Regions from separate parts of the Bos taurus genome. Here region 1 is linked to region 2. Evidence: chromatin contacts called from public Hi-C data. All regions are on one chromosome and are shown on one strand. Each heading gives the region's core, a stretch centred on a gene start, on an enhancer-like site or on the middle of the called end of the contact. The rest is flanking DNA. Distances are from core to core; before and after follow the strand shown.

The links. Hi-C and Micro-C count contacts between places; a contact is called where the count stands out from the background.
Region 1: a contact with region 2 is called in a Hi-C map of an unstated tissue, with 1.6 times the contacts expected there. The contact joins two enhancer-like sites.

What each region holds. Positions count from the first base shown.
Region 1 is chr1:127,615,546-127,620,690 of ARS-UCD2.0, forward strand. No RefSeq gene overlaps it. Among named protein-coding and RNA genes, the nearest start is that of ZBTB38, 8.5 kb to the left of the region's middle. Within about 2 kb of position 3,441, at least 25 of the 102 cell types and tissues checked have an H3K27ac peak or open chromatin away from gene starts, as enhancers often do.
Region 2 is chr1:127,564,178-127,569,325 of ARS-UCD2.0, forward strand. All of the region lies in intron 2 of ZBTB38 (zinc finger and BTB domain containing 38), which reads right to left. Among named protein-coding and RNA genes, the nearest start is that of ZBTB38, 43 kb to the right of the region's middle. Within about 2 kb of position 2,009, at least 30 of the 102 cell types and tissues checked have an H3K27ac peak or open chromatin away from gene starts, as enhancers often do.

The DNA.
Region 1 (5,145 bases), core at 2,191-4,690, 53 kb after region 2:
GAAGTGTGGTGTTGGAGAAGACTTTTGAGAGTCCCTTGCACAGCAAGGAGATCCAACCAGTCCATCCTAAAGGAAATCAGTCCTGAATAGTCATTGGAAGGACTAATGCTGAAGCTCCAGTACTTTGGCCACTTGATTTGAAGAACTGACTCACTGGAAAAGACCCTGATGCTGGGAAAGATCAAAGGCAGGAGGAGAAGGAGACGACAGAGGATGAGATGGTTGGATGGTATCACTGACTAGATGGACATGAATTTGAGCAAGCTCCGGGAGTTGGTAATGGACAGGGAAGCCTGGCGTGCTGCAGTCCGTGAAGTCACAAAGAGTCGGACATGACTGAATGACTGAACTGACTGACTCATCCTAATAACTAATAATGTTGAGAATCTTTTCGTGAATTTATTGGCCATTTGTATAACTTCTTTGAAGAATTGTCTATACAAATATTTTATTCATTTTTAAATTAAATTGTTCATCTTTTTTATTAATATTTTGTGTATAGGGATTCTTAATATATTTTGGATACAAAATTTTTTATCAGACATATATTCTACAAATACATATCCTTTCTGTAGTTATTTCTTTTTCTTTATGGTCTTTGAAGGAGAAAAATATTTTAACTTTGATGAAATCTAACTTATGTACTCTTTTATCATTTGTGCTTCTGATGTCATACCTGAGAAACTATTGTCTAACCTAAGGTCATACAGATGTACACCTGAGTTTTCTAAGAGTTTTAGGGTTTTAGTTCTTACCTCAGGTCTACATGCACGTGTATGTGATTGGTCGCTTCAGTCGTGTCCAGCTCTTTGCGACCCTGTGGACCGTAGCCCGATAGGGTCCTCTGTCCATGGGATTCTCCAGGCAAGAATATTGGAGTGGGTTGCCATGCTGTCCTCCAGGGGACCTTCCGGACCTAGGGATGGAACCCGTATCTCCTGCGTCTCCTGCATTGGAGGGCAGATTCTTCACTGCTGAGCCACCGGTGAAGCCCTCTAGATCTATGATTCACTTTATTTTTTATGTAAGGTAGAGATCCAAATTCATTCTTTTCACATGGATGTCTATTTGTTCCAGAACTGTTTGTTGAAAAGACTACTCTCACCAGAATTCTGCACATCTAAAACTGATCTAAAATTCTAAAAAGTTATTTTAAAAAATAGTCTATTCTTTCCCCCATTGAATTTTCCTGACTGTTTTGTCAAAAATCAACTGACCGTAAGTATTAGTTTATTCCTGGACCCTTCATTCTAGTCCATGGATCGAGATGTGAGTTCTTACACGAGCAGCACACTGTTTTATTTACTGTAGCTTCATAAAAAGTTTGGAAATTAGTAAGTGTGAGTCTACAACTTTGTTCTTTTTCATGATGATTTTGGCTATTCTGAATCTTTGGCATGTCCATATGATTTTCAGGATTATCTTCTCAATTTCTGCCAAATATCCAGCTGGGATTTTGATGGAGATTGTATATTCCACCTATAGATCAATTTTGGGAGTATTTGTCCACATTTATTAGCTGCATGCCTTTAAGTTTACTTAGCCTATATCAGCCTCCTTTTCTAATCCAAAAAAAAAAGAAAAAAAATCTCGTGTGTGTAACGAAGATTAAAAGAGATAATGCTTATGCAACCCCACTGAAACCATGACCTACCTGGGCCAGTCTCAGGATGATGTTAAAGTCTGAGATATCCAGCCTAGTCACCACAAAGAAATTCAGATTAATTTATATTCAATACTTGCATTTCTCTAACAGCAACAGATCCCCCTGAAATTCTTCTTAATATCCTTTTTCTCCTTGTATCCAAGCCCCTTACACCCCGCAGCTTCAGCGTCCCCTTCTTTCTCCCAAGCTCTGTACAAAGCTTTTTCTCCAGCCCTAACCAACATTCTTCCAGTCTGTCTACTTCTGTCCAGTTCTCCTTCTGATGGGGCTGGAAAAGAAACTGGACAGGCAAAGCCAGAACTCTTTTTAGTGAGTGGGAAGAAAGGAAAATCAGTGAGCACTAAGCTTAATTTATGTCCCATCATTCATATGAAGTGCTTGGTGCAATGTCTAATGTATAAGAAGGGCTTAATACATGTAGAGCTTTTACTTTTTGTTGTGGTGGAGGTTACATCATGCCCATCCATACTTTACGATGATGGTGCAGGATTTCAATCAGGACCTCTGAGAATCCAGCCTGGACTCTATGGACCAGCGGCCCATCCTCACTCATGGAGGTGAATTTGAAATTGTTGCTCATTTTTTCTTCCTCCTCAAAAGAATCAGCCCCTAGGAAAATGTATAAAGTTCACGTCTGAGGCTCCCTGAGTCATGTGTGGGAGTCATATCTCTGTTTCCTCCCTCCCCTAGCACCAGGGCCCTATGCTTCCTCCCCTCCTCCCATGAAAACTTCTGGTACAATATGTCTAAAACTGAAAGTCAGGACTCATTATCTACTGCGTCACAACTAGCATCGGTTTCAAGTGACAGAATGAAAGAAAACAGCAAATTTCCAAGTGTATCACACATCAGAATTTTGTTTCAGTTTTATAATGTGTGTGAATTCGGTCACTCTGTGAAATGTATTTCTTATTGTGGTTCAGGGTTTTTTAAAAGTTTAAAACAGTATTGGAGTAAGATCTTTCACTTTCGTGAAGGTATTTTTTATCTCCTAAGAGCATAAAGTAACACCGTTCCAAGTAGCCTGTCCATTTTGATGGGGATTGAAACCTTATGTTTCATCAGCAGTAAAGGATTTGTAATTTATAACACTTTGGTGGAGGAATATCTTCAGTAACCTGTGTTGATCTGCCCTCACCTGGCTCCCTCCCTGCAACCACCTCCCCAGCAGGCTACCTCTTAGCCATCACCTCTTCTCACTCCCACAGTATGGGCAAATCCACACCCTGAACTTGCATGGGGGTTTCTATTTTCAAAACTCTTTCACTTACTCCATCTCATTTGATTCTCACAACTATCCCATGAAGTTGGCAGGTCGGAGCCAATCCATACTTGACCTTAGTATGGAACCCTAAGCAAGTAACTTCTCAGTCTATCTCCTCAGCTTTCTTACATATAACCAGAAAGGTTAAGAGACTTGGCCAACATCACACAGCCTGGAAGTGGCAGGACCAGGAAGAGAACTAGATCTTTCACCTCTTAGTCTCCTTGTCCCATAGACTCTCCTCACCGAGACACATAATTTCTTTTTAGTGATGTTGATTCATCTAACTGCCTTACAAACAGCGTGGAAAAAGCGAAGAACATTTTGCACTCTTCCACCATATCTAACAACACGACTTTTACGGCACAAAGCACAAGACAAATAGTTCTTCATGCCTCGTGGTTAAGGGTTATCACTCTCGACATCAAAGGCTATTTATTAAAGACTGGGGCGTTGGGAACGGAGACAGCAAAGTCCACCGAGGGGAAAACAAATTTTCCTGTGTGCTCTGTTTTGTCCTTTGTATTGCAGAGTGCTCCCTCTAGTGGCGCTGGAGAAAACAGCTTCTGGAAAGCATATTTATAGATTCCACTTTGTTGTGATTAGAGAAGGCTGGGGCTTAGTGGGAGCGTGGACAGCACCTGTTTCAAGGTCTCTCTTCAGTGATGAGAAATTGAGGACTAGAGCAGTGGTTCTCAACTGGGGCGATTCCGCCCCCAGGAAACATTCGGCAGCGTCTGTAGACATTTTTGGCTGTTTTTTGTTTGGGGTTAGGGGGATGCTACTGTCATGGATATGTAGAAGCCAGGGATGTTGCTAAAAATCCTGTAATACACAGGACAGCTCCCCACCTCCCCCAACAAAGAATTATCCAGTCCCAAAGAATTATCCAACAAAGAATTATCCAGTCCCTCAGTAGTGCTGAGGTGGATCAGAGATATGGTGTGACCCTCCCGAGAAGGGTCCCCCACCATCGCTTTATTAAGATATAATTGACACATAAACAAAGACTTGCAGCTTATTCCCAGTTTTCAGCAGCTCAGACTAATGGCTCTCTTTCATTTCTTTTAAGGTATTTTAAAATTAGAATAGAGAAAAATACGAGAGCAATACATGCTTATGCTGCTAAGTCACTTTAGTCGTGTCCGACTCTGTGCGACTCCATAGATGGCAGTCCACCAGGTTCCCTGTCCCTGGGATTCTCCAGGCAAGAACACTGGAGTGGGTTGCCATTTCCTTCTTCAATGCAGGAAAGTGAAAAGGGAAAGTGAAGTCGCTCAGTCGTGTCCAACCCTCAGCAACCCCACGGACTGCAGCCTTCCAGGCTCCTCCGTCCATAGGGTTTTCCAGGCAAGAGTACTGGAGTGGGGTGCCATTGCCTTCTCCATACACGCTTATAATTAAAAGCAAAGTAATAAAATACTTTCACATAATCAGTGTTAACATCCTTGGTGGTTTATTAGGAGGGACTATATTAAAATGCCAACTTCAGATCACTTCTGACTTAAAATGGCAATGTCCTATGGTAATACTTAATATTCATCTGCTTCTCCATGTGCTCATCAAGACAAGCCTCAATCCACATATAGAGGATTCTTTTAAATTTGCTTGTTGTATACAAAAGCTGGGTTGCTTCACAACTTGCTTTTGTAATTTAGTAAATTCTGAATCTCTCTTCAGATCAAAAATAAGGATCTCCTGGAGACTTCCCTGGTTATCCAATCGTTAAGACTCCTCTTTTCCACTGCAGGGGGCACAGGTTCAATCCCTGGTTGGGGAACTAAGATGCTGTATGCCACGTGGCACACCACAAAAATAAATAAATGGAAATAATCTGTTTATAATATATTATTATATATGTCATATTATATGTATTATAATAATCTCCTGTTTGTTTCCAGAAGTTGGGGATGCTGAGTACCACGGACTGCAAGAAACTTGAAGTGAAGTGAAGTGAAAGTTGCTTAGTCGTGTCTGACTCTTTGCAACCCCATGGACTATACAGTCCATGGAATTCTCCAGGCCAGAATACTGGAGTGGGTAGCCTTTTCCTTCTCCAGGGGATCTTCCCAACCCAGGGATCGAACCCAGGTCTCCTGCATTGCAAGCTGATTCTTTACCGGCTGAGCCACAAAAGAAGCCCAAGAATACTGAAGTGGGTAGCCTATTCCTTCTCCATTGGGTCTTCCCGACCCAGGAATTGAACCAGGATCTC
Region 2 (5,148 bases), core at 759-3,258:
CCTTGGGAGTGACGTGGCCAGATAAGATGGGGCTTCCTTTGGTGGGCTCTTCCTGTTGCATCCTGAAATGGGCACTCTGAGCACAGAGCAGCTTAATCAAGGCTGCTTTGTCTGATGCCCCTCCAGATATCCTTGGACACAAAAGCTGTGTTCTCCTGACGAATCACTGCCCATATGAGATGGACACACTTCACAGCCAAAGTAGCTCCTTTCTTTGCTGTGACATGGAGAAGGCTCGATGGCCACGAATTTTTCTTGGGCTGGGCCTTGGAGAGCTCCAAGCCCAACGCTCTGCAGGAAAAGGCTGGGCAGGTTGCCACTGAGGAAATCCAGCCTGGTGGATTGAGTCAGATGGCGAAGCTCTACAGCTGCCGAGCAGAGCAGCAGTCCAGAGGCTGAGTAGGCCTGCGGACCTGGCTCATTCAGCCCTACGGTATTTTAGAAGTTTTCATGTCCTCCAGTTTGCCATGATCTAACCTTTCTATCTTCTTAAATCCAGCCTACATTGAACATTCATATCACCTTCCTGTCCCTGTATATATCAGCATTTTAGACCCTAATCTACAATGACATAGAGATAGATCACTTAGGCCTTAAAGTACCGGTGATTCCTACAGTGATTCACAGGCCTCCTAAAATTTAAATGGTGAGATACCAGTATTCAAGCTTTCAAAATTACAGAAGTACTCCATTTTAATGAAGAAGAGGGGGTCAGAAGCCCTAACATGGAATATCTTTGGGTCACATAATATTCCTTCACATTCCCTCCAGTCTGTTCACTCCCATGTGGAAAATTTCCTACTGTATGAGTCCTGGGAGACAAAAAGGGTAGATATCAAATTCTCCACTTTGATTCAAACTGTTTTATTTTTAAATTTTTATTTGTTCATTTTTGGTTGTACTGCAAAGCTTGCAGGCTCTTAGTTCCCTGACCAGGGATTGAACCTTGGTTCCAGCAGTGAAAGCACGGAATAATAACCACTGGACCACCAGGGCATTCCCTAAAGTCATTTTAATGATACGGTCTGCTCAAACTCTGAGAAAGGGATGATAACTCCTCATCAGACCTCCACACAATCAGACTCACACTCTCAGAGGCATCCATTTTTAGAGAGGGTTCCAGGGGCTTCCCTGGAGGTCCAGTGGCTAAGACACCGCTTCCACTGCACGGGGTGCAGGTTTGATCCTCTGTTGGGAAACGAAGATCCTGCATCCCATGCAGCATGGCCAAAAAAATTTTTTTAACTAAAAAAATAAATCTAGGAAAAGAGGTTTCCATATTCATCATTAGCAGGTGATGTAACAAGGGAAGCAGTAACTACAGAGGATGCACAGCTCCTTACCGGATAAGGGCATTTTGAATTGGTATCATGCTCCTTCACTGCATTACCTAGACAATAACAATTCTAGAAACTAGATCACAGAAGCACAGCCTGGATGTCAAGCAAAAGGGTCAACACAATAAAGCCTAAACCAGCAAGATCACAAGTGTCCTTGGGGAATCTCAGAGAAGTTCTCAGTGGAACAACAGAGATCTCTTCAAGGAAGCAACCGTACCTGGTCTAGAGACTTTGGGGGTGCTGGCGCAGAGCAAATCCCTTGGTCTGGAGACCAAGCTAAGCATTTGTCATACTGTGGGCGGGGGGCAGGGGCAGGTGGGAACCTCCTGGAGAACAGCTCCTGATGCTCTTGCCCCACTCTGCCATACTTCCTCTCCACCGTCAACAGACAAACCTGTGTTCCCAGCAGATCCTCACCTGGATCCATCCAAAATGCCAATGTACGGAGATGATTTTTACGGCCCTGGGCTGTCAGCTATTTATTTGAGTCCACGTAGATACTTTCCTTGCACACACATTCCTTCTCTTTTGTTTTCCACAATCTCTCCCCCCAGTGTTTTCCATCATTTCTCTCCACCTCCCGTTTTCCCAGTTTGAAGCCACCACTGGCAATACCGCAATCTCTGGAAAGAGGCCAGGCATGACACACACTTTGTGGAACTGTCACCTCGCCCTGCGGTTCAGGAGGTGCGGGAGACTGGAGGGACCGTCCAACAAGCCCACCAGCTGGGCTGACACATGACCAGAGGCCCAGAAACTTTTCTGTACTGCAGAAATGTTACCAAAACTCTGGCCAGACACACACATGGATGCACAATGGTTCAGACAAAAGAAACCGACTGGGAAAAACTGTGGGGCGGGGGGAGGGCAGAGTATTAAAGGAACTAAATTCCTGTTTGCTTCTGCCAAGTTTACCCACAAAATAAATCTGATCAAAACTGAATGAAGGTTTCTGGCAGTAGGTATCCAAACAGTTCCCCCTGCTCACCTGTTTTAGAATGAAATGATCAGGGGGCGAAGGGACACAGGGAACAATTACGTCAATAAATATGTTGCCTGAATTAAAAAAAAAAAAAAAGTAAAATTCCCCAGACAAACCTTAACTCAGTGTAGATATTAGCCCACAATAGACTGTTTAGAAAAATTATGCTTTAAATACACTGATTAAGAAAAAAAAAATCTAAAAATAGGCTGTTCTGTAGAACAGCTCGAGTCTCTGCCTGTGCTTTCATTTTAGAAAACAAATGCTCATGGACTCCTCGGGGGAGGGGTTTAGCACAGGGATTCAAACTCACAGAAAATGGCCACCGGGTTTCAGAAACCTGAACGCAACTACCAGGGGCACTCAGGGGACCTTCTGGAAACACAGGGCACTTACCTTTCACAACAGTCAGTGCTAGAGACAGATATAACCTGGTTTGTTTTGCCCCGCCAGCGACATAAATCATGGCCTCCAAAGTGTTTGTTTGCTGAACGCCACAATGACTAATCACCCGACTTTTATTTTTCTCCCTGAGCCAGAGAACCTCATGTGGGGGGCGGGGAACAGGTCATTTTTAGTGTAAGGGAGCTGCTAGGATTGGAGGTAAGATTCCCGTTTAAGCTTCATACATGAAAAAGAGAAGTTAAGGACCTCGAAAAGTATTTCCTAAAATAGGGACGCGCAGTCTTCTTATCAGACATGCCAATCATTCAATAGAAAAGAAAGTCTTAAAATAGATCATTCAAACATGGTACAAAGCTCTTGAGTGATTTCCTGAAACTTGTCAAAAAACAAAAATGAATATTCAGACTTAAATAAACAACCAAACAAGGTCAGAACTCACTTCACAGTGTATATTCATTTACAGGGAAAAAACAAAATGTTCTCCCAGGTAATTTACAATGCTTCTGTGCAAAAAAAGTCAACTTGCAGGGCAGAGTGGCTAAAGCAAACTCCAGAATTGCTAGACCTTGACAGGAAAAAATCTTAAAGGTCAGGCTTTTTTTTTTCAAACCCGATTTAGCACAGCACCCGGGGTGGGCCAGTTCTCTAATGTCTGAGTAAAACCCCATTTGGGGCTTCATTTCACTGCCACGTCATCGCTTTTTCCGTCTATCCCTGTGCCTTCGGCTTCCTCAAAGTGGTCCTCCCACCCCTTCCCGTTTTAAAGCAAAGATGGAACATGCATTAGTCTGAGGGAAAGGGTGGAACAGGCAACAGAAGGAAATTTGCAGCAGGGACCCGAGATGCAGTGAGACTGGCCATGGCCTCCCCTACGAGTATCAAGGACCACCCGAGACCTTGGCACACCTGCTCTCCGAGTTTGGGTCAAGGACTATAGGACCAGAATAGACAGTCTACACAGGGACAGACCAGAATGCTGAGTAGATTCTGAGACCAAAAAACTCTTCCCTTTGGTCTAGAAGTGAATTGGCGTTCCATTAGAGCTAATCAGAAATGGCCATGCCTGCGTGAAAATGCTTATGTGTTTGGGGAGATGGATTCTGAATGCCGCTGTCTTCTGCCTGGCGAGATAATAAATTCAGCTCTGTTTTTACTGAATCGCTGGTCTTATTATCTAGTGATCATCAACTCTGCAAATAATCACAAGTGTCCTAACACACAAACAAGAAAAATAACACAAACAGAACGGGACCTAGAAACAATATCCCATGCACAAAGCAGGAAGTGGCAGCTTGTATCTATCTCACCTGGCACAAAGCCAGCCTTCAGGGGGTGGCCGAAAGACCCCCAGGATGCTCTTTTAGCACTTGAACAGCCACTGGATTCCTCAGGACCACAGGGCAACGAGGACCACGTGCACAGGTGTGACCAGCAACATGGGCTGTGCGAGCTGGGTCTTCCTCTTTATACTCCTTGAGAAAATGCTTCGTTCCTCTCAAAACTAAATTATTGGAGACCTTAGAAATTTTCACTTAAATAAAAGAGGAAAAAATGCTTTAAAAAATAGGAGACAGCCTTCTGCCTCTCTTAGCTTAAAAGGAAAATTTTCTTGACTCTCTTAATTGACAAGAATCCAAGAGCTTCGATGGAACAGGAAGTTTGCATTGTGGTGTCTTTCTGGTGACGTTTGTGAGAAGCCTAGCAGGCATGGCGGGCTGCTCTCGTCAACAGAACAGTTGGAGAGAGCCAGTGCTTCCTTGGGCTTGGCTTGCTGACTGCCCATTCCTGCTCTCCTGATAATCCACCTTACGACAGGACCTACCCGTTTCTGTAGCAAACTGAAACAGGCAAGGGACACTAGCTTCTGTTCCCCGTCTGCCACAAGTGGTGTGACCCTGAGCAAATACTATGACTTCCCTGCACTTCCGTTCCCTTATCTGGAATGTGAAGAGGCTGGGCTAGTTTATTTCCTCAGGTTCTTTCCAGCCATAAAGTTTCAAACCATGATTCCTTACCTCCTATTTTGTCACCTGTTGACTGATTCCCCAGCCAGTAGAAAAAAATCCTCATTTCCTCCAAAGCAGAGCATCTCTCCCACCCTTAAACCCATGCACTTTCCTCAAAAGGGTATGGGGTAAAGGCCGGACTCAAGGTCTGGCCAGTACAAGTACACCTTGGAGAACAGTGGGAGGGAGCTTCGCAACTGGGATCTCTGGCCAACCTCAGACGTGGAGTTACCATCTGCTTGTTTTAGCACACCTGCTTTTCTGCTGGGGAGGAAGTAGAATTACTGCTGGAAGGAGCCTTTTCTATCACTGAACCAAACTTTCTCAGGTTACAGGTGAGGAAATCAAGCCAGCACAGTTCTGTGCCTTTCCGTCCCAAGGCTGCACACTGGGTCACGGGAGCCAGTCCCAGGTC